Linked DNA regions of Mus musculus: all the other regions are linked to region 5. The links are chromatin contacts, called in public Hi-C, HiChIP or PLAC-seq and promoter capture Hi-C maps. All regions are on one chromosome and are shown on one strand. The core of a region is the stretch at or near the end of the contact, and the rest is flanking DNA. Distances in the headings are between cores, read along the strand shown. Region 1 holds the start of Unk (unkempt family zinc finger). Region 2 has its middle 4.6 kb from the start of Gm11747. Region 3 holds the start of Cyth1 (cytohesin 1). Region 4 holds the start of Atp5h (ATP synthase, H+ transporting, mitochondrial F0 complex, subunit D). Region 5 holds the start of Snhg20 (small nucleolar RNA host gene 20). Region 6 holds the start of Rab37 (RAB37, member RAS oncogene family).

Region 1 (4,457 bases), core at 1,326-3,825, 1.0 Mb before region 5:
TGTCCTGAATTGATCGATGGGAGGGAAAGCTGCAAAGGAAATGGGGAGGAGCTGAAAGTACAGTCAGATCAACACAAGACAAATAAGCAGAGGGTCAGGAGCAGTGTGCACTTGCCTGAGGGGGTGAGGTGAAGCCCTGGGCTTGATCCCAAGGCACTGCTGCAGTCAGAGCAGCTCAGCAGCATCGGGACTGTTGTTCTGTTCCTGTCCTGTCCCTGGTCCATCATGAACTTGCTGAGTGACTTTCTGCAAGTTACCTAACTTTCCTGGGTTTCGATTTCCTCTCCAGTAAATTAAGCAATTTGGATGATATCATCTTCTAATTATACTGTACATGCTCATTCGGAAGCTTCTGTTATGAACTCATTAAAAATTAAATCTATGAGATGAAGTTTCTGCAGCAACTTCACACCGGGGGATTCCAGGACAACACATAAGCCAACTCCTCGTATTTCTTTTCTTTTTTTTTTTCTTTCTTTCTTTTCTTTTCTTTTCTTTTTCTTTTCTTTTCTTTTCTTTTTTTTTTTTTTTTTTTTTTTTTTTTTGAGACAGGGTTTCTCTGTATAGCCCTGGCTGTCCTGGAACGACCAGGCTGGCCTCGAACTCAGAAATCCACCTGACTCTGTCTCCCAAGTTCTGGGATTAAAGGCTTGTGCAGCCGGGTAGTGGTGTCTCACAGGGTTTTTTGTTTTTTTTTTTTTTTTGTTTTTCCTTTGTCCTGAATTGATCAATGGGAGGGAAAGCTGCAAAGGAAATGGGGAGGAGCTGAAAGTACAGTCAGATCAACACAAGACAAATAAGCAGAGGGTCAGGAGCATGCTGTAGCCCGAACCTCAGATTCACTGTAGCTGAAATGATCTTCGGTTCCTGATTCCGCTGCTTCCATCCCATATTAGTGCTGGAGTTATAGATGAGTGACCCTTCACATGTTTGCTGCTGGAGACTGAACTCTGCCTTCTTGCTTGCTTCTACCAAAGGTTACGCCCCAGCCCAGAGATCCCACTCGGGTTAGCTTTAACAAGGCTAACTTGATCCCATTTAACAAAACAAGTAGGTTTTGAAAACAATGGATTTGACTAAGTGTGGTGGTGCAAGCCTGGAATCCCAGCTTTTGGGAGCCAGAGGCAGGCAAGTCTATGTAAATTCAAGTCTAGCCTGATCTACATATCAAGTTTCAAGCCTGCTGGGGCTACATAAGTAAGATCCTGCCTCAAAACCACAAACATGTACTCACAAACCAAAAATAAAAAAGAATTTGATATAGATTGAACATAGAAAACAAGGTCAAATGGGAAGTATTACATATCTATGATGGACATTTTTATTATTTTATTATTATTCGTGGAGTGGGTTCTCTCCTACCACCTGTACATCAGTCCCAGAGATCCCACTTGGGTTTGCAGCCTAGGGAAGCAAGCACCTTTACCCCTACTCATCTCCAACCTGTTGTTGTTTGGTTGTTCTTGTTCGGGTTTTTAGACAGACTGACAGCTCTGGCTGACCTAGAACTACCAACGGATGCCACCAGGCTTTGAATTCAGAGATCCACCTTCCGTTGCTTCCTGAGTGCTGGGACCGAGATACATGCCACCGTGTTGGTTTTTGAGATAGGGTTTTAGTACATAGCCTAGCTTGGCCTGGAACTTGTGACTTTCCTCCCTCAGGATGTACCCCTATATCCAGCCTGTAGAAAGTCATTTCATAAAACCATATTCCTAAATGTGAGGCAATTGCCTTGCATTTCCCCGGAACAGAAAGGTTTTTTTCCAGAAAAGGGAACTAGAATGGACTAGAACATTTTTTTTTCCTCAGCCCCTGGCCCTTCTCATGTAGTCTATCACTATACTTCTCAACAATTTACCAAAGTGCCTAAGAGACTACTCTAGATAGAGATTAGGTTCTCCCTTGGACCTTAACCTACTGGAAACAAGGTATTTGGGCCAACCACTGAGTTCAGAAGGAGCCCAAGTGGAGGGGTTCCAGGTTTCAGGGTTGATAAATGTTAATGATGCCCAGGAACAATATGGTGTATTGTAATTTTTAAAAACAAAACAAAGCAACAACAATAAAAAGCTTCTTCAAACTGTCTGCTAGCCTGCATACTTTCTCTGGTGATTTACAGGTTACTATATTATGAAAATATTGGCTGACTAGCTTGCTGGCTCCGAGGCAATGCTCTAGACTGACTTTAGAAACGGTGCGCCAACTGTACTGGTAGGGAGGCAAGGCAATTACTGCACTGCATTTGGAACATTCTCCGTGGAGTTGTTTCAGGCCTCCCTAACTGGTTCCTTGCTCTCCGGAGGATCCAGTTTAAAGGTAGAGTTCACCTCCGACCACACTGACAATGCTCAGGTAATAGTTAAGAGTGACTAGACTACAATTACCACAAGGCATTGCGGATCCTCAGCATCCGGGACACCGTCCGCAAAGATCTCTGGGTATTGTGGTCTTGCACTTTAGCAGCGACACTGTGCCAACGGTAAAATTTCACCGGAAAGGAGGACCACAACTCCCAGCAACCTTTGCTGCTGTGCGGGGGGTCTTCACGTTCTCGTGGCGCGGCGCAGGCGCTGTGGGTCTTCGGCGCGGACCGCGCAGACTGAATAATAAAAGGGGAGCGGCGAAGAGGCAGGAAGACAGGACCATGTCGAAGGGCCCCGGGCCCGGCGGCTCGGCAGCTTCCTCGGCGCCCCCGGCCGCTACCGCTCAGGTGCTGCAGGCACAGCCCGAGAAACCGCAGCACTACACGTACGTAGAGCCCCCCCCGCCGCGCGCGCACGCCTGACGTCAGCGGCCAGCGTGAGTCACGCGCGCAGGGAGAGCGCGAGGCTGTCCCCCCCCCCCTTCCTCCGGCTCGGCCCAGACCGGTTCCAACCTGCTGGGACCGGTCCCAGCTTACTTCAACTGTCACCAACCTCTGGTCGGGCAGTGGGGCGGGAAACTCGGTCCCAGCCTCCGAGTCGGAAAGGCAGGAGCGCGGGTCCCGAATCCACACTTCTCAGGCCAGGCCTCAGAGGCCTGACGGTCTCAGACATAAAACCCGACAAGTCCACGACATGACAAGTGGAAGTCTGTACCAACCAGCACGAGACCTGTCTAGAAATGACTGTTTGCTTGAAGTCTCGGGAGGAGACTCTGTGCACCGGAGGCCTTTTGTATCTTTAAGGCCTGTTAGATTGTCCACGAGGATCACCCATGCTTGAATTCCCTTAAACAGTCAAACGTGCAGAAATGGGCTCACTCCGTGCAGGCTGTACTGTCTAGCTTGAGTCAGCGACATCCGGGGTGTTAATGGTTGCAGACCCCTTCAGCATCGGGCAGGCAAGGGAGCCTCATCGTAACTGGCCTAAATGAGATTGCCACAATGTAAAAACTGCATGTGTACAAGCTTAGGTCCCTGCCTTCCTTGCTGTCATGTCACAGTAGGCCTAGGTTCTGTGAGACAAAGGCCAATGCTGTAGTTCCTCTTGTAAAGCCCTGTTGGTTTCCGTTCCCTGCTGTGTGCCAGGAGTGTCCCTACTGGGTGCCTGAGTGATGGGCCAGTTTAGGAGATCCCAACCTGTGGAAATGTCAGAACCCGAGAGATTGAACAACACTCCAGCGTCCAGCCAGGAGCTGGCAGCATCCGAACTAAAGTCAGGCAGAAGCAGCTCTGGTTCAACACTTTTGGGAGTTGGGACAGGGGAACATTGGTTATAGAAAATGTATTGGTTTCTTCAAATGACTAGTGTTGGCTGACGTCATCCAAACTTGACTGTAACTCAGGTTAGCCTTTCAAGTATGGTGGTCATCAGTTGGTCCTTTCTTACTGGAGTTCTCTCTCACTCTGCAACCTTGCCATTGCTTTTGATAAGAAGGTCTAACATCAGAATAACATCACTTATCTGGTCACACACAAAAATTTGTAAACTTAGTGGAACTGTGAAAAACATCTACATTTGTTTATTTGTATGTGAGTCTGTGGGAACACTCACGCAGCGCCACATGCAGGTGTGGAGGTCAAAACAGTCTGAAGGAATTGGTTCTCTCCTTTTACCTGGAGGGTTCCAGGCATTGAATTCAGTTGGCTAAGCCTGGCCACTGCTCTGTGCTCTCACAGTCAGGACCTTGTGTTGTAGGGTTAAACTGAACCCAGGCCTCTTACATGTTGGGATCACATCTGTCATTGGGTTGCGTCTTCGCCACGCACCCCCAGTTGTTTATTTACTCTTTACTTTTTAAGCTAGGATTTCACCAAGTTGTTTGTGCTGGCCTTGACTTGCTTTAATCCAGACAGAACTTGAACTCTGCATCCTCCTGCCTCAGATTTCTTTTCTTTTCTTTCCTTTCCTTTCCTTTTCTTTTTTTGGTTTTTCGAGACAGGGTTTCTCTTTATAGTCCTGGCTGTCCTGGAACTCACTTTGTAGATAAGGCTGGCTTCGAACTCAGCGTTCCTCCTGCCTCTGCCTCCCAAG
Region 2 (4,366 bases), core at 700-3,199, 1.4 Mb after region 5:
AGCTGCACATGCTATCAATATACTAAACGCCACTGAATTGGGTGCTTTCCTGGTTGTTTGAGACAGAGTTAAACTGGCCTTGAACTTGCAATGTAGCCAAAGCTGATGCTGAATTCTCATCCTCCTGCCTCTACCTCTCAAGGGCTGGGATTACAGGTGTGTGCTCCCACGCCCAGCTGAATTGTTCATATGTTCATTAACATATGTTTCGATGATGTCAGAACGAGGCCTCTGGGGCTGGAGAGACAGGTGAGTCTGTAAAACATCTGCAGAGCAAGCGTGAGGACCCGAGATCAAGCCAAGAACCCACACGCAAAAGCTGGGTGCCGCAGCGTGGGTTTGTGATAACAGTGCCAGGAGGCAGACAAGAGGCTCCCTGCACTTGCTGGTCAGCTGCAAAACCTACAGCAGAGACAGACAAGCAGTAGGAAGTACAGTAAGTTAGAGTCAGTGAAGCTTTGGAAACACCAACAAAAAGAGCAAGCATCAGGCAAGGTGCTCTAAGGACAAGAGGGAGGATTTGGCTTCTGATGCCAGCTGTGGGGGGATGCCATCACCTCCCAGTGTGAGGCAGAACAACTGAGTCTGAGGAGGTGGCTCAGTGGATGAGCGTTCTTGCTGCCTGTGAATGCCCACGGGAGGACCGTGTCAGGATTCCCAGCACCTGTGCATACAGCTGGGCGTGCCCATGTACTCCTGTGATGCAAGTGCTGGGACTGATGGGGGTTCAGAGGGTAAAGAGGTCTGCAGCCAAGTCTGACAACCCGATCCAGTCCTTAGGATCCACTTAATGGAAGGAAAGAATGGACTCCTGCCCTCTGACCTTTGCCCGTGTGCTGCACTCATGCCCAAACACCACACACACAAACACACAAACACACACACACACACACACACACTATCTATCTATCTATCTATCTATCTATCTATCTATCTATCTGTCATCTATCATCTATCTATCTATGTATCTATTTGTCATCTACCTATGTATCTATGTATCTATCTATCCATCTGTTATCTATCATGTATATCTATCTATCTATCTATCTATCTATCTATCTATCTATCTATCTATCTTTCTTTCTTTCTATCTATCTATCTATCTATCTATCTATCTATCTATCTATCATCTATCTAACTATCTTTTTTTTTAAAGAAAGAAAGGTATTTTTCCTTGGTTCTTGCTGGCTTCCAGCCTGCCTGAACTACAGAGAACTCCAGTTTCAATGAAAGACTCTGAGTAATGTAAAAGCTCCATAAGAGAGGATTCCTCTTCCCCCTCCTGACAGATGATGGACACTTTTGTAGACTTGCATATTACACATATATACACACACACATACACACACAAACACATGCAAACACACCACACACAAATACACACATCACACACACACATGCTACACACACACCACACCACACACACACACACACACACACACACATGCCACATACACATGCCCCCCCCACACACACACAGGATTTTCTTTTCTTTTGAGAAGACATCATTTTAGGGCTAACAAGATGTCTCAAAGCCCTGAAACTTACTGGGTGGGAGGTTCAAACAGACTCTTGCAAACTGTCCTCTGATGTCCACTTCTGAGCTGCGGTGCCCTCCCCAGAAACACACATGTCCCGTCCCCTTCCCCCACATTCACCACACACTCATACAGTAAAAGAAAAACCACAGAGGCAGACATGGACCGCTGGTGGTGCGGCACATGAAGTTACTGTTCTGTGGGTGGGACTTTGGCTGTACAGGGTGGAAAGAGCTGTGGAGGCCAAGGGTGTTGAGAGCTGCCGCTGTCCTGGTGTGTTTATTGCATTTTCTGCTTCCACAACCATCTGGGGTTCAGAGCTAAGTTATTTGCAGCCCTGTCACGCCCCGTCACCTCTGGCCTAGTTCAGACTTCCCTTCCTTCCCGAGAGGTTGACCGTGAGGTCTGGTCTTTCTCATTGTGCTCACTCTGAACTCCACTGCTGCTGACCACTGGAAACCAGAGGGCAGAGGGCAGCACCGGGGGACATCACCAAGTCTCTCTCTCTCTCTCTCTCTCTCTCTCTCTCTCTCTCTCTGTGTGTGTGTGTGTGTGTGTGTGTGTGCTGTAAGCCAGCTCTGGAGAAGGCATTGAGGACACCATAGGGACAGAGTGACATCACAGCCTGCAGACCCCCTCCCCTCCTGTCTCATCTTTTCTCCCCTCTCTGCCTCTTCTCCCCTCTCCTCTCCCTTCTATGCCCATCTCCTCTGCACCGCCCCCCGCTTCTTCCCTACTTCCCCCACTTACACTGACTTCCTGTCTCCTCTCTTGCTCTCTCTTCCTTCCCTTATCCTCCCTGCCCCCTCCCATCTGCTAGTGGGACAGCAATGTCTACGGTCATCCCTCTAACCCCATTCTCATCCTTCTCTCAGGGACCCATAAGTGGTGTGTGTGTTGTCCTGTTATTCCTTGCTTCTTGTGTGGTCTCTGGATCTCGCCTGGCCACACAGCTGAATCACCTGTCCACCCCGTCAAGGCTGCCTGCAAGAGTGGCCATCTTGGTAATGATAAACTGAATGTAGAATTAATCACATAATCTATAAAACAGCAACTTTTTAAAAAAAATTGAATACACAGACTCCCTGGGTTTGGAGCTTGGAAAGGACAGAAATAATGCAGCAGAAAAACTATCAAAAGAGTATAATTCAGGCCCAATCAATATGGAATATAAATAAATAATAGCGACTCTTCACACTTGTGAGCTTGAGAAGCTGACGGTGGCCCCTAAAAAACCCACATCTCCCAATATTAGATAAAGAAGTAAGTAAAGAAACATCTGGGATCTCCCAATATTAGCGTAAGTAAAGAAACATCTGGGTAGTTTTAGAAATATCAAATGCAAACTGCAATTTAAAAGCTTCCACAAAAGAAATCTTTCAGCATAGTCTGTCTTTTAAAAAATATTTATTTTATCTTATGTGTAAGAGAGTTTTGCCTTCAAGTAGGTGCATTACGTTCCTTGCAGTACCTGCAAAAGCCAGAAGAGGGCGCCAGATTCCCCTAGCACTGAAGCTACAGTGGTTGTGGCGGACATGTGCATGCTGGGAACGGAACCAGGTCCTCGGTGCTTTTAAACGCCAAGCCTCTTCTCTGGCTCCAGTGCAGACTGTTATGTGAACTTACCAAGAGGTTACAGAAAAATGGTGATAATCTTGAACAAGCTATTCTAGAAAAGGGAACAGGGGGTCTCCCCATGTTTTACTGAAGCAATCCTAAGTCTGATGAGTTTTCAAGAAAGGAAAACTGCAGAGCAGTCTCTGAGTGACCTCAGAGCACTCCTGAACAGCACAGTCACTCTGAGGAAAAAGCACACATCTATGAGATTTCAAACCCGGACCCCTAACCTTAACCCAGTAAATAAATATACAGGCAATTCCACTGGCCTGCTCTCAGAGACCTAGCAACTGTTTATGTCATCGCTTGCGGTTGCCAGGTGTACCAGGTGAGTGCTGAAGATAAAAGGACCCACCAGTCACCCCAGGGCGCTCTCTCTCTCTCTCTCTCTCTCTCTCTCCATTCCTCCTCTCTACAGGTGTGCTCTTTCTCTGTCTCCCTGTCTATAGTGATCTCCCTGACCTCGTTCTCTGAGACCAGTGAACCCACCTGAGAACTGCTCCCAATAAGCCTTCTTTTATATTCTCAATTCGACTCGAATTGGCTTATTCCATCGGAGAAGAAAACCTACTAATACTCTCAGTAAACTGAGCTTATTCTATGCAGGAAGAACCTTCCTAAAGGCTCAGCTGATTAGAACTTCAGCGATTGCTGCGCAGGGGTTGGAATGTTGCAGCTCCCGGGTCTAATTGCTATTTGACTTAATAGCACTTCTTGACCATCTTTGTGTCTGACCTAACAGCCCGTTACTGTCAGCTACAGGAGGGGTCCACCTCTGAGCTACAGCCCAGTCACACCTGCCCGCTTCTGTTTGAAGCTGGTTTGGAGGATGGTCAGAGATCATTAAGAAGAGTCAGTGATGAGGGAAGGATTGAAAAGGTAGAGATGAAGCAGCCATTTATAGGTAGCTACCAATGGGGAAGCATGCAAGATTTAGGTAAAGTATAGGAGCTGATAGTTAGTGAATGCAGGGAGTAAAAAAATCACTATGTCAGGGCTGGCAAGACACCTCAGCGGGTAAAGGTGCTTGTAGCAAGCCTGGGGACCTGAGTTCAGTCCCTGGGTCCCCTGTTGTGGAAGGAGATTGATGCCTGCTAGTTGTTCTCTGACTTTCACAAAAGCAGTGTGGCACTTAAGGGCTCACACAGATACAAATATACTATAAACAGAAACATGACCCTTGAAATTAAACAAAACAAAACAAAACAAAC
Region 3 (4,093 bases), core at 608-3,107, 1.2 Mb after region 5:
TTTGGGTTTGAGTCCCTCTATTCCTGGCAGTAACAGGAACCAAAGCCTTCCATTTTTCCTTCCCTAGTACAAGTCATGCCTGAGTCAAAGAAGTCACTATTAAACCAACCAGAACAGCAGCTCTTGCCTCACCCAGCGGGCAATAACCAGGGGAGGGTAAGAACAAAGCTTGGCAGAACCCTGGCACCCAGGGGACAACAAAGGACAAGGGGGAGAGAAAAGAGCAGTGGGGAAAGCCAGTGAAGGTTTCCAACCGAAGAAAAAAACCCTGAGGGTCCAAGGGGGCCGAGCAATCCCTCGGGGCCTGCCTGCAGGTGACTGCTTTTCTATCACAAAGGAAGGCACACACCATGTTTACCTGGAAGGTAGCAAAAGCCGGCTTCTTCCACTGAACAGGAAGGCACAGACCTCTAACATTCAAGGAAACAGTCAGTGTTCACACATCTGAAGCTCTGGGAGTTGTTAGCCATAATCCTCATGGCTTCACCGGGTCAGGGTTCTCTAAGGGCTCCCCTGCAAAGCCCTAACACTCTTCCCTCTTGGTACTTTAATATTCCTCACCAGAGTGTGAGGAGGCAAAGTTACCTGTGAGGCAACACACCGGAGTTTGGCTCCACTAAGCCGTATAAGCTTGTTAAGTTCCTGAGCCATACTTCCCTGCCAAACCAGTAAAAGGTCACCACTCGCCCTACCTGCCATTCCTTCTTCCATTCCTCCTGGAAACAATGCTAACAACCACGTAAAGCATTTCAAATAACCTTCTACAACTCCAGAGACTGCACACCCTCGGAGGGACCAGAGCCCTGGCTGTTCGCCAACAAGCAGCAAGGTTAGCCAGGAGAGTCTAAATCGCTTCTGCCCTGGTGGAGGATGTGGACTGGTGTCATTACCCGGCTACCTTCAGGCAACAGCTCAAACTTGATCCCCTTGCCCGGTGTGGTCAGGCCCTGACTGACAGACCAGGGGACCAGGAGCTAATTCACAATGCGACGGTAGCACGAACCTGACCGACGTCCCCGGCTCAGAGGCCCCGGTCAGGCCACTTGTGTTCATCTCAGAACAAAGAGCTGGATGGGGCACATAACTTCTAACACCCCTGAGAGCCGGAAACTACTAGGGAACACAGGCCGGCCGGGCGTGTTAGTCCCGCGGCCGCTCGCGGCGTCTGCCACCCCGGTGACAAGCAGCAGGCGACTCGTCTTAAAGACTACGACCCCGGTCACCTGGCCCTGACTCCCCTCGGCACCCCGGGGCTCCTCAGCATCCTCATGACCCTCAGCGCTCCGGTTAACCCCCGCCGCGGAGACCCTCTAACCCCGGCGACTCCCCTTCCGGGGCCCCTAGACTCGCAAACCTCAGCCCCAGCGACCCCCAGGCCCGAGTAACCTCGGTCCTGGAGCCCGAAAGCAATTCCCGGTTTTACACCCGTCTCCGTCGGCGCCCTCAGGTTCGGGCGACCCCTGCCGTGACCCTCCAGGCCTGGGTGACCCACAGCCCCGGCAACCCTCAGGCTCGAGTGACACTCAGTTCCCAGCGACCCTCAGGCCCGGGTGACTCTCAGTTCACGGCGACCCAAAGGTCCAGGCGACCCTCAGCCCCGGCGACCCTCAGGCCCTCGAGCGTCTGGGCAGTCACCCCCGGGCCCTCGCACTGCCGCCACCCGGCGCTCCGCGTCCCGTCCCAGGGACACCGGCGCAGGCGGAAGCTCACGAAGGGGCAGCGGACCGGCCCCACTCACCATAGCTGTCATCGTCCTCCATGGTGCTGGCGACCGGCTCCGGCCCGCGACCGCCACTGACCTCCCGCAGCCCGCGTCCTGCCAGACACCAGCTCGCCACAGGCCAGCTCCGAGCCGCGGAGCCCCGCCCCCCGCACCGCGCCCGCACTGCCCAGCACGCGCCTGCGCACGCGCCGCCCGAGGCACCGCCCCCGGCACAAGGTCCCGCCCACAGCCAAAACGCGCGTGCGTGAACGCCCTCTAGGCCCCGTCCCCTTGAGGACCTCTTTAGTTTGCGTTTACGCAAGCGCGGCACCTAGGCTCTGCCTATCTATGACTCCGCCCCCAAGTCACGCCCTCTCTCCTTAGGTACCGCCCCCTCTCCTCGGGGCAGGGCAGTTTCGGGTTTCAAGTTTCACAAGCGTGCGTAGGCCGCGGGCGTGGTTTACTAGCCAGGGCCAGCGTCCAGCCACTCGGCTGGTTAAACATACTCAAGGTCACGGGTATAACCCGAAGGGTAAGGTGGCCCTAGCTGTATCCGCCTCGGACACCAACACGTCGAGGAGGAAATTACCTAAACTCATCTGTGTTCGTTACTTATACTTCCTACCGGCGCCAAGTTGCACAGGAGGACATAACTTCCAAATTAGTAGCCTCAATTTACAGGCTCTGCTGCTTTCTTCGGGAGGACCGGTTGATCCCCCTTTGCAGTTGTGGCCAGGGGCTGCTTCTGTGGAGGTGAGAGCATTTATGCGGTAGGAGGTCTCTGCAGAATTAATCAGTGGAAGCACCAACCAATGATCTGAAAAGGCCCTTAGGGAACACCCTGTCCTGTGAACTCTAGCCAAGTGACCAGCAGGGAGTGCATTGCAGCTCAATGACAGAGCACTTGCCTAGCAATGTGAGAGACCCTAGATTGCATCCCAGAGACCAGGGGAAAGGAGAAAACTAATTCCCAGACTCAGAGGGTCTTATATGGGCTGGGGCATCTCTGGGTGGTAGGTCCCTGTCCAGGATGTCCTCCACCACAGCATGCACAAACCCTTCTTACCCCAGAAAGGCCTGGGGTAGTGGTGCTTGCCTGTGGCATACCTGTTGTTAGTCTAGCGTCCCAGGAAACTGAGGCAGGAGGACAATATAGTGAAACTCCACCTCAAAAACAAAACAAAACAAAACAAAACAAAAACCTACAAATACAGCAAAAGAGACACTGGGAAGTTTTGGGACGGGTCTTCCTGATTGAAACAAAGACTTGAAATCCCCCATGCAGCCCCAGAACCAGCCTTCTACCCCCACAGCTCCCTCTCTCTGCAAATCACTGCCTGTAGAGGGTTGTGGGAATCTCTGGGCTTCTGCAGGGCATGAAGGGGCCAGGCCAACCACATGGGGAGGAAGGAGAGTCAGGTCTTTCCTTGTGGGTCCTTCTCTTCGCTGGATGGGCTGCAGCAATCCTTTCTCCCCCATGGCCAACAGCCTTAGTCTGTAATTGCTCAAAATCTCTGTACAACTTAAATAAATTTAAATTCCCCAGTGTGCCACCTTATACCTGTGTCCTGTGGCAGACATGCTGCAGTGGGTATATGCATATTTTCTGAGAAAGATATATGAGGAAAATTGACAGAAATGAAAGGGGAGGTGGAGAAAGTGGGACTTATTTTTTCTTTAAAGATGTTAACATTTTGTGTGTGGGGGGAGGAGGAAATGGATGAGGAGGAGGAAGAGGAGGAGGAGGAGAAAGAGGAGAAGGAGGAAGAGGAGGAGGAGAAGAAGGAGGAGGAGGAGGAGAAAGAGGAGAAGGAGGAAGAGGAAGAGGAGGAGAAGAAGGAGGAGGAGGAGGAGGAGAAAGAGAAGAAGAAGAAGAAGAAGAAGAAGAAGAAGAAGAAGAAGAAGAAGAAGAAGAAGAAGAAGCAGAAGCAGAAGCAGCCAAAAACATTATATTAAGGAATTTATGCATCTTGCTGGGGGTGGGAATAGGGGTAGGTTGGGGGGGGGTGGCACACACCTTTAAGTTCAGCACACAAGAGGCAGAGGCAGAGGCAGAGGCAGAGGCAGAGGCAGAGGCAGAGGCAGAGGCAGAGGCAGAGGCAGAGGCAGAGGCAGAGGCAGAGGCTGAAAGATCTCTGTGAGTTTGAGGTCAGCCTGGTCTACATAGTAAGTTCCAGGACAGCAAGGGCTATAGAGACCCTGTCTCATAAAACAAAATTTACCCATCTCACTTGACCATTGTTTCCATTGTTTCTGTATACATCCTGAGCCACAGAGCCCACTCTGGGAATGTCACTCTTTAAAAACCTTCTTTTGAGACAAGAATATTATTACATCATTTTCTATCTCCCTTTCCTCCCTCCAAACCCACTCATGTGTTTCCCCATTGCT
Region 4 (4,086 bases), core at 918-3,417, 1.7 Mb before region 5:
CCACCCCAGGGCCTTTGGCCAAACCCACTCCCCCCACCTGCCAGCCCCTTGCAAGATAGACCTTTACTTAATTATCTGAAGACTCACCTTCTTTTCAAAATCATCCACCAAGCCAGGCTTGGCCACATTGGCCCTGTAGTAAGCCCAGTCAATCGCAGGTGGTTTCTCAGACAGACTAGCCAACCTACTCGTATGGAAAAGGAAGTCAGCATTGTTATTCCCGGACTGGAATGAGCAAAAGACACTAGTTACACAGCAACCTCCTATCCCTGACACACTGGAGTGTCAAGCACACTTTTATCTGAAGGGCCACCACAAAAATGCTTTCATTTGCAGAACACATTGTTTCTTTCCTCTTGTCGAACTATTAGAAATGCCTAGCTAGGGCTGGCAAGATGGCTAAGTGGGTAAAGGGGCTTGTTGCTAAACCTGAGGACCTGTATTCAATACCCAAGACTCATCACATAGTTGAAGGCAGAGAGCCAACCCCACAAGTTTTCCTTTTGATATGGCACACACAGCAGCAGATTCGAACTCATATACTTACTAAATACTAAGTGGATGTGATAAATGTCAAAACATTGCTTCCAGGTTCAGCATCAAGGATGGGGGCTCCCTCTTACAGCATACTGACCTGGCGTGGAAGGTCTCATTCCAGGACTTCAGGGCATTTCCAATTGCCTTCTGGTTTTGGGGCATGACCTCCACAAAAGATACCCAATCAATGGTTTTTAGAGCAAGTTTACGCCCAGCCATCTTGGGATACTAGAAAACAAAACAGCGCCTTTGGAGAGAACCCCTGAAGGAGACCATTCCAGAGAAATACAAGTCGTTAAGAGACGGATCAGCTCAAGCATTTGATGGGTATATATATGCAACAGATGAAAGAATTCGGATTTAAACCAGGAAAGAGGGCTAGGGATGTAGCTAGTTGCTAGAATGCTTGCCTGGCATGGACAGAGTCCTGGGTTCCCTCTCCAGCACCAGAAACACTGAGGTAGAGGCAGAGAATCAAAGTTCAAGGTCACATGAGAGATGTGGGAGCTTGTCTCAATACATCAAAATAAAGCTCTACAACCCAGAATATAAACATGTTCTCTCCTACCAGGCTGCCCTTCCTCTATCCCAACTCATTTCTATTCTTTGCAGACACTTCTAAAGGAAGTCATAAGCTGCCCAAAGGCTAACTAAGCTACTGTGTTTTGGCCACTGACTCTCCACCACAACCCCGGCCATTCACTCGAACTGTCCTGCCCAGGTCATCCTGTCCACAGCACACATACTGTGCACTTTCAGAGGCATTTTTACACAAATGATACTGTGAAAAGAAAGTGACTGAAGCGGTCTTGAGACCAAAACAAGACGAGATACAGAAAATAACTATGAAGAGAGCCAACCGAAAAGTGGAAACCATCTACACAAGCTCTGAGTGGGGGATACCTTCCTATCGATCAAAGTTGTCAAATGCCGGTCTCTCTCCTTCCTTCCTTCCTTCCTTCCTTCCTTCCTTCCTTCCTTCCTTCCTCAGTACAGCTTACGTCTCTAAGAGACAGAGACAGAGACTAAGACAGTTGTCAAGTGAACTAAGGATGCCAGAGAACGAAGTGCACTGGAGAAAGCAGGAGTTACAGACTTTTTGTTATCTGATTCATCTCTAGCGCTGGTTGTTTCTCAGACAAATTGGCCAGCCTGCTCTCATACACAGGTCATAAGCATAGAGAATGACCAATAGTTAATTAGATCAATCGGTAAACCTCATGAGGAATAGGAATCCTCCATTCGAAGGGAAGGACGTAGAGTTGAAGTCTGCTAGGTGTCTTGTCCTCTCTGAAAGTTACCACCCTAACTCTGTGATGCTTTCCCGACCCCTAAACTCCACTCCTGAGATCGCCACACAGTGTGAGACAAAAGTCTGTGGCAACATCTAAATTCACGGTGATTGGCTAAGTCACTGCCAGGCCCCAGGCTCGCCCCGCGGGAAAGCGAGCAGGGCAAAGCAGTGACCTCGGGCGCTCTGCTAGCGGGGCAGCTCGAAGGCCCGATGTCCTCCGTGGAGCTGGAACAAGTGTGGAAGCGAGGTCTGGAATACAATACAAAAGAGTCCGTGGAGATTCGACCCAACACCTCAGACCCCACTCACCTTCACCGACCCCCGGCGGAGTGCTCTCTCTCCAGCAAGCAAGGAACGGAAGAGAGTTGCCGGAAGTTCTCTCCTTGGCCAATCCGAACGAGCAATAGGCGGGTCTCATGTCACACTTCAGCCAATGAGCATGGAGTCCCGTCCTGGAAGGCGGGCGCGGCGCCTGCGCCGTCGGGGTCCCTTTTCCCCCTGCCCCACGCCCGCCGATGGGCCGGCCCGGCTCTCCCCGCCGAGGAGTCGGCCGGCCCGGCGGCGCGCGGGCAGCGGCGGCCCAAGATGGCGGAGCTGCAGCTGGACCCGGCAGTGGCGGGGCTGGGAGGGGGTGGCAGCAGTGCGATGGGCGACGGCGGCGGCTCGGGCCGCGGACCCCCCAGCCCTCGCCCTGCGGGCCCGACACCCCGCGGACACGGCCGCCAGCCCGCCGCCGCCGCGCAGCCGCTGGAGCCCGGGCCCGGACCTCCGGAGCGGACGGGAGGCGGCGGGGCCGCCCGCTGGGTCCGGCTCAACGTGGGCGGTACCTACTTCGTGACCACCAGACAGACCCTAGGCCGGGAGCCCAAGTCCTTCCTCTGCCGCCTGTGCTGCCAGGAGGACCCGGAGCTGGACTCCGACAAGGTGCGCCCCGCCCTCGGGCGCGCCCCCGGGTGTTGGGACCCATTCCAGGCTGGTGCTCCGATCTCTGGGACGCGTTTCCCTCCAGCGGGTCCTGCAAACCCGGACTTGAGTCCACTCTCTTCCCCCCGAGTTAGCACTGGCCACCTCAGAATGATCTCCCGTCCCAGTTCTGCCCCATCTTCAGGCACACTCCGGTTTCCCTTCGCACCCCGCTCTTTTCTCAGCTGCTCCTGCGTGGAGTTGTCTACCTGCACCCACGGGAGCCCCCTTCGTGCTCCTGTCACATTCCCTGCCCCTCCTGGGGACCACCCCTTCTCAGATCTGCATGAGTTTTTCTTTGGCTCCCGGGCGGCCCCCTGCTGCTGGTGCCAAATGCATTCAGAACTGGGTCAGGGTGAATGACCACATCTTGGTCACTTTCGGAGGACTCAGGTCCTGTTCCATCCCTGTGTAAAGTGGTATTAAACTCGGGGTTTAATGATAGCGTCCACTACTGAAGGCTGCAGGAAGTGCTTGTGATACATCCTGTGGTGGTGATAAAATCCTGGTCCCAGACCTTTTGTGCCGTAACAGTCACCGTTTCGGTACATTTTTGAAAGTAAATGCACTCCTTGGAAAGATGGGCTGATAGGTTAGGACCCAGAGAATGTGTAGCGTCAAACACAGGGTTGAGCAGTGGCAAGACGTCATTCATTTCCAGTTTGAACTGTAACTTTTGCAGGTTGACCTTTGACTCTCAAACGCATCCATACCATAAAGCACTCCCATGGTTAGTAGACTTGCATAAACCCTTAATCAGTTTCATCTGTTCTCTGATACCAAATTGATGGGAACCTTAAGAGATTCCAGAACTCCTGTTTATAGGGAATTATTTTTATATACCCTAAATCTTCCTTATGGCCAACACAAGCCAGTTTCTTGTTTCTTTTACTGTAAAGATGAGTAGGATTAAAGTTGCTCTGAGCCAAGTCCTGGCAGTACCAAGCTTCCTCTGGGCACAGAGATAGGGTGTGTGAGATTGCAGCTGCCAGTGCAGACTCCCACTGATGTTGGCCTTGGGCTCAGGAGAACTGCCAATAGAATGGAAGTTTTCTCAGAATTAGGACTGTAGTCCAGGGGCAGTGAAGGAGTCAGAACGCTTAACACAGCTATGAGATTTCCTTCATCCCCTCCCTGTAGCTGGTACCCTACAGAAGAATGTTAACAGAATGTGGGTCTACCCAGTAAATAAAGGCCTGGGCAGTGGGAGTGACTGTGCGTCTAAGACATCTGACCTGAAATGATCTTAAAGCCAGCCTCTGGTCAATAGTTTAAAATAAGCAAACTGTAGC
Region 5 (4,615 bases), core at 368-2,867:
GGATTGGTTATGCACTACGCCTCATTTGCATGTTCCTCATCTGATTGGCTATTCTCTCTCTGTACCTCACAGAGCCTCATTATCATACCTCATTTGCATGTCTCACATCTGAGTGGTTATACTCTCAAAGCCTCATTATCATGCCCAGGCCAGGCAGTGTCTTTGCAAAAAACTTTACTGCATATGTACACATTGGTTGTTTGTCCAAACTTATGGGTGGTGGCCAGCAGTAGTCAGTGTCACTCTGCAACGGCACATGTGGCTTCCCACAGTTGTGTTTTTACATCCACAAGACTCATCTCAATAAATAAATAAAATAGCCTTCAAAGGGGGAGTCTGTATTCAGTGGTTGGATTCACATTACAGTGAAACATGCAAAAACCCTTCATTCATCTCAATGAGGTTCGTGTGTCATTTTCTTCATTTACTGAAAATACAGAGTGCACCCTCTCCTTGCCTTTCCCCGCGCCTCTAGCTGACCTGAAGATGATCTTGATTCCAGTTAGAAGGAGCCACAGCTGTAGGGGTAATGGCTGTGTGACACTTTCCCTAGGGAGATGAGACCACCTTGTTTACTAAATGACAGACCAAAGTAACAATGACACCAAATGCCCCTCCCGCCCCCATGAAGTGGCCAGTTTTCTGGGGTTACTCACAGGAGCACGGATAGCCCAAAGACACTCACATTACTAAGAGCCTAGCCCAGCATGAGTGACAGCTCAGGAGAGCTGGAAACTGGAGCTCTCTGCATGATTTGGGGCTAATTCCACAAGTTCGGAGGGTCTCTCCTCATTAAGGAGGGCGGGGCCTTGTGAATCTGGTAAGCTTTAGGAATTTTTTGAGACTTGTCACTTATTTTCCGAGTCTTAGAGTCTTAAGGACTATCCGGATCGCACTTTCTCAAGCTTCCCTCCGGGTGAGATGTTTCGGAGGAAATTACTACATAGCACCGACTTGGCCCTGGCATTATTGATCAATTTTTTTTCGTGGGATTTCCCATTGGCCCCTGGGATACCTTGGGATGATTGAAACCTGGACCTGCATGCAGGACTTGGATGCCACTTTGGAGGTTGGAGGTCTTAGCCCAGAGATGCCACATCACAGATCTAACTAACCCTTTGCTGGACCACGGTGTCATGTTCCTCGGGAGGTCTCTGCTGAAGGCATGATTCTAGATACAGTCCTGCGGCGGTCAGGTCAGAGGTGCGATTTTGGGAAGCCTTTGGATCAAGAGGGTGCTGACGTCAACGGGTATCAGTTGATACCACCTATGGGTTTATACTGTGATGGAAGGTCACACACAGGTTTGCAACAGAACCAGCTGGGTTTCAACTGCCTTTGCCACAACAGGGCTGACTGGGCTCGGGAAAGTCAACTTTTTGGTCTGCACAGGGCTGCGTGATTGATAAAGGGTCAGTGGCTAGGCTAGCTCCTGCCGCCCAAGAGTAGGGAGTCCCTCCCGCTTGCGCCCCTGTAGACGAGGTCCCACCGCCGCGTGGAACTCTGGCCGCTCTAACCGCGTCTAGAACGCGGCCCCTTTAAGGCCGACCTGGATGACCCGAAGGCCAGAGCGACCTTCTAGCGGCCGTCTCGATGGTAAATCTTCAGTTCCGGCCGGAAGTGCATTTGCAGAGCTGGTTCCGCCGGGGAGGAGAACTCGCGTGCTCCGTGCAGAGGGGATGCATCCTGCGCAGCGTGGCTCGGGGGCGCCGTGGAGCCTCCCGAAGGCGATCGTGGGATTCAGAAACCTCTCCCGGGACTCCCATGGGAGGAGGCTGACCCCGGGCCGGCACGCGATCGCGGGATGGGCTGGAGTTGTAGGAAGGCCCTAGGCCCGGGCCGCCATCGGCGGGGCACTGGCTGCTTCTGTGTTGCAGGCGCCGCACGGGTTCGTCCGCTTACACAGAATTGTATTAAATTGTCTTTTTATTTCCCCACCCAGGAAATGAACCACATCCCCCAACGACTAGACGGAAGCACGCACAAGCTCCTTCCTCCCGAGGAGCGTTTCCAGTGACTTGAGCTTGGTTGGCCCAGGTATGTCAATCCTTGGGGGTGGGACGGTGACCTGAGGCCGACGGTCTGGGAAAAGGCTCCTGTGTGGCTGTACCCGCCCGAGGTGGGTGCAGCCCCGTACCAGACAGCCCGACCTTGACCTAAAGTAAAATCCCAGAGGAGGAGGAACCTCTTCCCTGGGGTTAGAATTTGCAGTAACAGGTGTGGACATCCTAGCAGCAGTTTGGTGGTCATGTATGATACTGCAAACAGGAGCCCTGCTGAAGCTGTGGGGACTGAGCACAGTCCTCCAAAAGCAAATATTTGACCATTACTCAAGCCCCTCACTTTAGATAAAAAAGAGAAAAAAGACGTATTCATTATTTTATTTTATTTTAGAGTGTGGATGTTTGCCTGGTGCCCCCAAGGGGTCACAAGAGGGTACCAGATTTCCCAGAAGTGGCATTATAGAGTATTGTCAGCCCCGGTGTGGATGCTGGGAACTGAACCCAGGTCCTTTAAGAGGGCAACAAGTGTTCAGCTTCAATGCTGAGCCATCTCTCCAGCAACTGCACCACCCCGCTCTGAGATAGGGTCTCACTTAGCCCAGGCTGGCCTTTACTCATTAAGTAGCTGAGGGCAGCCTTTGAACTTCTAATCCTCCTTCCTCTGCCTCTGGTAGCCGCCTGGATGACCGGCATCCTCGAGCACACGTGGTTTATGGGATGTACGGATAAAGCTCAAGGCTATATGCATGCTAGGAAGTCTTCTACTCCTGGGTGTCTGTCCCACCCACGTGGAGCTTAAACAAAGATGCATACAGTTGTGACTCCAGACGTCACTGGACAAGACACCAGTACAACCCAAACAAACAGAAATCGTTCCCCAGGACTCACCTGAGCGACCGTGGGCCCCACTAGGTTGTCTCTTCAGTGTGGTTGAAGGACTGGGCGTTTGCATTTTGAGTAGCCACATGGGGCCAGTGGTCACCATTTTGAAGGTCCTGGGTGTGGCATACTTCCGGAAAAACCATGACAAGAGGAATCTGCCATAGTTCAGGCTTGTCACATGCTCTTCAGGGGCACGGGAGCCAGGCTGGAGTGTGGCTCAATGATAGACATATGCTTAGTGTGTCTTGAGAAGGTCCTGCTTGTTACACGGGACTCTGCATCTGTTCAGGTAGACATCAACAAGTCATGGAAGGCAATTGGAAAGAGACAGCACACAGGGACTATGGCGGTCCTGTGAGGGAGGTACAGATGGGGTCAGGAACACAGGCATGCTGGAGTCAGACATGGCTGGAGGGGAGGGAGGTCAAATAGGAATGGATTTCAAGTTGTGCTGAGCTGCAGAGGCCTCGTTTCTGCATCTGTCAACCAGCAGGTTTCCAAGGAAAGCCTGCAGTTAAATCTGGGCAGAGAAGGTTCTGGAAGTCACTGGGTGGGTGGCCAGCCCCGGGTGTCAGCAGTTTTTATCCATTTGGAAGGACAGGAAATTAAAAAGACTGAGCACCTTGTACCCCCACCCTGGGGCGTGGTTTGCGTTCTGGTGGTTTTAACTAAACGTTGAGATTCCAGGTTTAATGACGACTGGTGGTGAATTTTCTTTTTTTTAGGTCATTTGACTAGAAGCTTTGTCTGCGTGCACTGAGTGAGGATCCGGCCCTACTGTGTGTATCCCTACTGCGTGCTCCTGGACCTGTTGGGTTTGACTCTTGATTTGCTGTTTTTGGGTATTCACTGGCTGAGGACAGTGGCTGTGTTCAGTGGCTGTAAATAAATGGAGCTTGAACTCACTCTGTTTCCATTGTTCAATGATATCTCACTGCGCAGCCCTGACTGGCCTGGAACCCAGATCCACCTGCCTCCCACGTACTGTGGTGAAAGGTGTTTATCACCACACCCAGCTTCTTCACGCTCTTGGTGGTTTCTGTGCTCGCCACTGTAGCAAGTGTGGGTTTGTATGGCCAGTGTGTGTTAAATGGCCCCTTTTCCAGATTTTTTGGGCACAAAGCACAGGGCTATCCAAATATTTCATTATGGAATGTAGGGGCTGCGGAGCACAGTGTTCTCAAGGAAATTGAGTAGCAAGGGTTGTCTGGACAGGAGATGTCCAAGGTCTCTGGGATCCCATGGCCTTCTGGGCTGGCCTAGCCCTCTTCAGTAGGATTACCTGACAGACATTGGCTATTCTAGGATCTGCTCACCTGTGTGCACTGAGGATACTGAAGCTGGTACTGTCTCTGCACTCGGGAGATGGTTGTGAGGGGCCATGTGGCTGCTGGGAATAGAACCTTGGTCCCTTGCAAGAGCAGCCTGTGTGCTTAACCGATGAGCCATCTCTCCAGGCCCAGCTGCTGTGCCTCCTAAGCCCACATGGGCCCTTTCTTGCTGGCTGGCCTTGCAGTTAGGTGTCAGGGGCGCTGTGTTTCCTGTCGGGCTGAGTAGCTCCCTCTCCTGAGAGCCTTATGGTTATGGCTGTCTGGGGGTCACCCTTTGTGCCACCTGTTGTGTATCCTTGGTCCCTCTGGCCCTATGTCCTCAGCAGGAGCAGAGGTACTGCTGTCCCTACCTCTGCTCAACTGCTTGCACACCTAGGGAACCTTGTCTCGGATCCCGTA
Region 6 (4,178 bases), core at 1,033-3,532, 1.9 Mb before region 5:
GCACACATTAGCTTATTTTTGATATGTCTTGACTAGCTCAAAGGCTGGGCAGTTCTGATCCTCCGCCCAGCTAGCATACATTTCCCTCCGGTACTCCTGACTCAACGCCTTCTGAATCTGGGTTCTCTCTTCGCTGCCCTGTTACCTTCTGGGCCCCTCCCCTAGGGCTGCTTTCCCTTCCCACTTACATTTTGGACGGTTTCTCCTTCTGCAGCTCTAAATCTGACCCATCTCGCTAGATCATCTCCAGTTTTCTCCCTGGCTGCCGGCCCTCACAAATCCCCCAGGTCCCGCCCACCTCAGTTTACCTGCCCAGCCATTGGCTGTAAAGCAATCCTTTAATGCCAATCAAATCCAGCTGGGGGCGGAGACAGAAGGTCTGGGACCTCTGCCTTTGGGAGCCGAATTGAATTGAGACAGCGTTAGAACCAATCCCTAACACCAGCTAAGCCCTAACCTCTGAAGCCTTTGCCTCCTCCCAAAATAATAATGGAGCCAACAACACACACCAAAGTCCCAAACCAAGGGGTCAGTAGTATCCCAGTCGAATTCTCCCTACCGCTTCCCAGCTTCTCTTAGCTCCGGGCATCGTCCCTGTTCCTTGGAGTCATCAAATATTCCTGTCTCTACCTCTGGCTTCACGAGGCTGTCTTCTAGCCATTTGCTTTAAACCTTTCCCCATCACACAGTCACACTGGGTTAGGGGCTTGTCTCAGTTAATTTTCCCGTTGCTGTGATAAAATACCCGGACACAAACAGCGTGTGAAGAAGGGAAGTTTGGTTAGATTCCATCGAGACGGGGGAAGCCCCAGCAGCAGGAGCCTGAGGCAGCTAACCTCAAACAAGCAACAGAGAACAAGAGGTGTGATCTCTTCCTTTTCATGCTGCCCTCCTCTGGAGTGGGTCTTCCCACCTCGGTCAACCTAATTAAGATATTCCCTCACAGCATGACTCTAGGGCCTGCCAAGTTAATGATCAGTATTAACCATCACGGAACCCCTATTCCAGTATGGCCCAGTTCTAACCTACATCTCTAATGTTCCTGTTGCCAAGGAAGGCCACACACATTTTGGGTACCAGTGCCTAGGACTTCAGCATATCTCTTGGGGGACACGATGTACCCCCACAACATTAGTTTTCAGTGGACGGTGAGCAAGGGGCAAGCCACTACCCCTCTCCAATTCCCACCTCGACAAAGTCACCTCCATCCAGGCTCCGGGATCTCCTCTCAGCTGTCATGAAATAGTTCCTGCTGATGTACACAGCCATTTCCCAAGTCATAGTCACCCCAAAGCCAGCCCTCACTGCCCTCACCTAAAAAGTTGAGGGGCCCAACCCCCTTCCTACACCCCGCATCCAGTCCCCGCATCCTGTTCCTTTCTATACAGCGTTGAGATGTTGAAAAGTTGGCCCACAAGCTACTGAACCCTGGTATGTGCAACCCCAGATTCTCCATATCCCCCGTCATCCGGAGCTGCAGGGTTCCTGGGCTGTACTAGAAACAGCTCAAAACGACCCACGACTTCATGAATTCCTGTGGCACCCACTCGGTGGCTAGGCCTAGGCCTTCCCTGAATAATGTTGGCCCTATCTTGTCCCCTTGGAAAGATGGGCTTCAAGAGCTCACCTTCCCGTGGTGGGAGGACATCAGGGGCTTAGACTAACAAATGAGGGAGAAACATGGCAAAGAGCTCCAAGTGTTAGCACCACCCAGGAGCTCCCCAGATGGTCAGTGCGCTCCAAGGTGAGTGTCGGTGAAAAAGTAGGCTCAGATGAGCTGAGGTCTATCAGAACCGCTTGGGTGCTAGTCTCAGAATGCAACTTCCTGTCCAACATTGTTCAGGGACGTCCCCAGCTTCTTGCCTGCAGGTAAGTACCGGACTGTCAACTGGCTGGAGCTCGGGCGCGCCCTGCTGGCCACTGCATTGCCGCAGTAGGAAACCAAGCCCCACACCTTCCGCAGCTAGCTGGGTCTCCCGGGTCCGCAGCCTCGATGGCAATCTAACTTCACCACTGCGACCTTAATGGGCTGGTCCTGTAGCAGGACTCATTCCGTGCTGTAAGAGCACTAAACTAGGCTAATGTCTCTCAGGGGGACTGCCACTCCCTAGGGTGTGCATTCTGCGAGTCTCAGACGTCCTGGCTGGCGTCGTCGAGGGGATGGCGGGACGGAGGGAGGAGTCTATCAGGGTCCGAGCCGGTTGGTGGATGGGGAGGGAGGAGTGGGCGGAGCCTAGGGCAGGGCGGTTCCTCGCTCTCCCTCGCTTGCTTCGAGCCGGGCTCACCTCTGACTGTCCGGGGACATGACTGGCACACCAGGAGCTGCTACCGCTGGGGATGGCGAGGCCCCTGAGCGCTCCCCGCCCTTCAGCCCGAACTACGATCTCACCGGCAAGGTGGGTGGGCTCTGCGCTCAGTGCTGGGGACCCCCCAGGCCGGCACTTAGGGACATCCCTCCCGATGTCCTTTGCCTTAGGACCCTGTCCTTCCCTGTCTACACCCCTCTTCTGGAAGTGTCAGCTGGGTCTCTGGTCTGGGGCATAACCCCTGGGCTCATCCCAGTCTCTAGGGTTCTAGGCTGACCTCGGAGGGCATGGGGTAAGGCAGATCTGAAAGACTAAGACTCCCCCACCCTAGGAACAAAAACCCAGTTCCTTCTGCCACACTTTGGAATACTGGGAGACAGGGACTCTCTGAAGACACAGACAGGGCATCCCCGCCTTCAGAGGCATCTCAAGGTTAATGCCCTTTTTGAGCTAAGCCTCAAAAAGTGACACCTGTCACAGGCGTGCAGTGCTTTGGGTCCCCACTCAGCGGTACATCCCACCCTTCCCCTCCCCACTGCCTCCAGACATAGACTCACAGCTCCTTCCCAACACCCCAGGCTGCATGTAGCCAGCCTACAAGTCCACTTGGGAATTTTCAGAAGCTGAGAAAGAACATGGCAATTAGTGACCATGGCCCACTCTCCCCCTCCCCCCGCCCGGCCCCCCGACGACCTTAAAGGCAACTCTCTGGGGTGCATACATTCTGCAGGAATGCCCTGAATAAAAGGATGTCTGTCACCACCTCTCTTATTGGTGTCCTTGGCTTAAGCAAGTACATGGAACTCTAAAAAGAGATGCTGAGCCAGCCAGCCTCTTGCACTATTTTTCTACAGGGTTTAGGAGAGAGAAGTAAGAGCTATGCCAGGTAGAAGTGATGCCTGGTCTTGAAGGGTACCTGCCTCTTTCAGGGTCTTGGTTCCTCTCAAACACCAGATCTCACTCTCACTAGGAGCTTCACATCTCCACCCCCTAGGGTTTCAGGGGAAGCCAGTCAGCCAGCCTACCCACCCAGAGACGTTGAGATAGGCGTCCTGTGTGGGCTTGTGGCAGGAAATGGGGCTCTAAGTCCTCAGGGGAGGGGAGTTGCTGATGGCCAGCCCCCACCCCCAGGCTGATGGGGATCTCCTGACCTCCTAGCCCTGCAGGACAACTGAGCTGTTTACCTAGGAGGTGGCAAGGCTGAGCAGCTGTTTGTGTTTGGTGGACTTGATGGGCTGGGTGACCGGCTGCATCATTTGCTCAAGGCAGCTGTGATCTGTAAAGTACACAAATACCGGTATTCGCCTGCCTCCCTCCCTCCCTCCCCCTGTATGGCTGGGGCCCCAGAGCCATCAGAGTGCCTGCTGGGAGCACCTGCAAAATAGCTGACCCCCAGCCTGCCAGGCTTGGCCCAGTCCTGAGTCTGTAGCTGTGGGAAAAGAGCATGATGAGAAAAGATCCTTGGAGCACCTTAGGTCTGGGGTCTTGGGCACTCTTCTTAAGTGGTCCCCATCAATCTTGTCGTTAGTCATTGACAAGCTCCAGAAAGGCTGCAAAGGAACGAGCCCCACTCCCCCACCCCACCCCCACTTTCCTCCTACTATGGTGGGCAAGCCGATGAAAATTTCCCCAAAGCACACAGTAGGGTTTTTATAATTCGGGAACTCAGCCTTGCATCCCTTCCTTTCCGACCCACTCTGACATCTCTGCCCCACAATCAACTAATCAGGCCCAAGACCCCATAGCTAAGGAAGAAAAGCTTTTTAGCTTTGTGGCTCCGCTATCAAGTTCAGAGAGCCCTGAGCAATTCCAACCTTATTAGCAGTCTAACCAGACGGCTGGGAACATTCCAGTGTTGAGTCTACACCTCCG

Evidence for each region. Promoter capture Hi-C pulls out the DNA fragments that hold promoters and counts their contacts. Hi-C and Micro-C count contacts between places; a contact is called where the count stands out from the background. HiChIP or PLAC-seq counts read pairs in DNA pulled down with a chosen protein or histone mark.
Region 1: a contact with region 5 is called in an HNF4G HiChIP or PLAC-seq map of pancreatic cancer cells. The contact joins the promoter of Unk here to the promoter of Snhg20 in region 5. A contact is called at or near these places in 2 of 39 promoter capture datasets (cranial neural crest and embryonic stem cells) and 2 of 115 datasets of contacts at active chromatin or transcription factors (microglia and pancreatic cancer cells).
Region 2: a contact with region 5 is called in a promoter capture Hi-C map of pre-B cells, with 2.9 times the contacts expected there. The contact joins the enhancer-like site here to the promoter of Snhg20 in region 5. A contact is called at or near these places in 3 of 39 promoter capture datasets (the C10 cell line, liver and pre-B cells).
Region 3: a Hi-C map of B cells shows a contact between it and region 5, with 7 read pairs. The contact joins the promoter of Cyth1 here to the promoter of Snhg20 in region 5. A contact is called at or near these places in 5 of 39 promoter capture datasets (the C10 cell line, hematopoietic stem and progenitor cells, hippocampal neurons and 2 more), 1 of 484 Hi-C or Micro-C datasets (B cells) and 2 of 115 datasets of contacts at active chromatin or transcription factors (large pre-B cells and pancreatic cancer cells).
Region 4: a promoter capture Hi-C map of pre-B cells shows a contact between it and region 5, with 4 times the contacts expected there. The contact joins the promoter of Atp5h here to the promoter of Snhg20 in region 5. A contact is called at or near these places in 2 of 39 promoter capture datasets (liver and pre-B cells).
Region 6: a contact with region 5 is called in a promoter capture Hi-C map of pre-B cells, with 3 times the contacts expected there. The contact joins the promoter of Rab37 here to the promoter of Snhg20 in region 5. A contact is called at or near these places in 2 of 39 promoter capture datasets (liver and pre-B cells) and 1 of 115 datasets of contacts at active chromatin or transcription factors (pancreatic cancer cells).

Annotation. Positions count from the first base shown.
Region 1 is chr11:116,027,741-116,032,197 of GRCm38.p6, forward strand. It overlaps Unk (unkempt family zinc finger), which reads left to right and starts at 2,576. Exons shown (of 16, transcript NM_172569.4): 1 at 2,576-2,751. The coding sequence starts at 2,648.
Region 2 is chr11:118,457,437-118,461,802 of GRCm38.p6, forward strand. No RefSeq gene overlaps it. Among named protein-coding and RNA genes, the nearest start is that of Gm11747, 4.6 kb to the left of the region's middle. Within about 2 kb of position 1,950, at least 87 of the 459 cell types and tissues checked have an H3K27ac peak or open chromatin away from gene starts, as enhancers often do. A contact at or near this core is called in pre-B cells, where this site is marked.
Region 3 is chr11:118,246,701-118,250,793 of GRCm38.p6, forward strand. It overlaps Cyth1 (cytohesin 1), which reads right to left and starts at 1,858. Exons shown (of 14, transcript NM_011180.4): 1 at 1,739-1,858. The coding sequence starts at 1,760.
Region 4 is chr11:115,417,752-115,421,837 of GRCm38.p6, forward strand. Atp5h (ATP synthase, H+ transporting, mitochondrial F0 complex, subunit D) reads right to left here and starts at 2,168. Exons shown (of 6, transcript NM_027862.1): 1 at 2,141-2,168; 2 at 635-765; 3 at 88-184. The coding sequence starts at 756. It overlaps Kctd2 (potassium channel tetramerisation domain containing 2), which reads left to right and starts at 2,375. Exons shown (of 6, transcript NM_183285.3): 1 at 2,375-2,755. The coding sequence starts at 2,417.
Region 5 is chr11:117,075,166-117,079,780 of GRCm38.p6, forward strand. Snhg20 (small nucleolar RNA host gene 20) reads left to right here and starts at 1,618. Exons shown (of 2, transcript NR_027059.1): 1 at 1,618-2,037; 2 at 3,611-3,790. It overlaps Mir6516 (microRNA 6516), which reads left to right and starts at 2,183; the gene lies at 2,183-2,292.
Region 6 is chr11:115,151,896-115,156,073 of GRCm38.p6, forward strand. It overlaps Rab37 (RAB37, member RAS oncogene family), which reads left to right and starts at 2,283. Exons shown (of 9, transcript NM_021411.4): 1 at 2,283-2,396. The coding sequence starts at 2,304.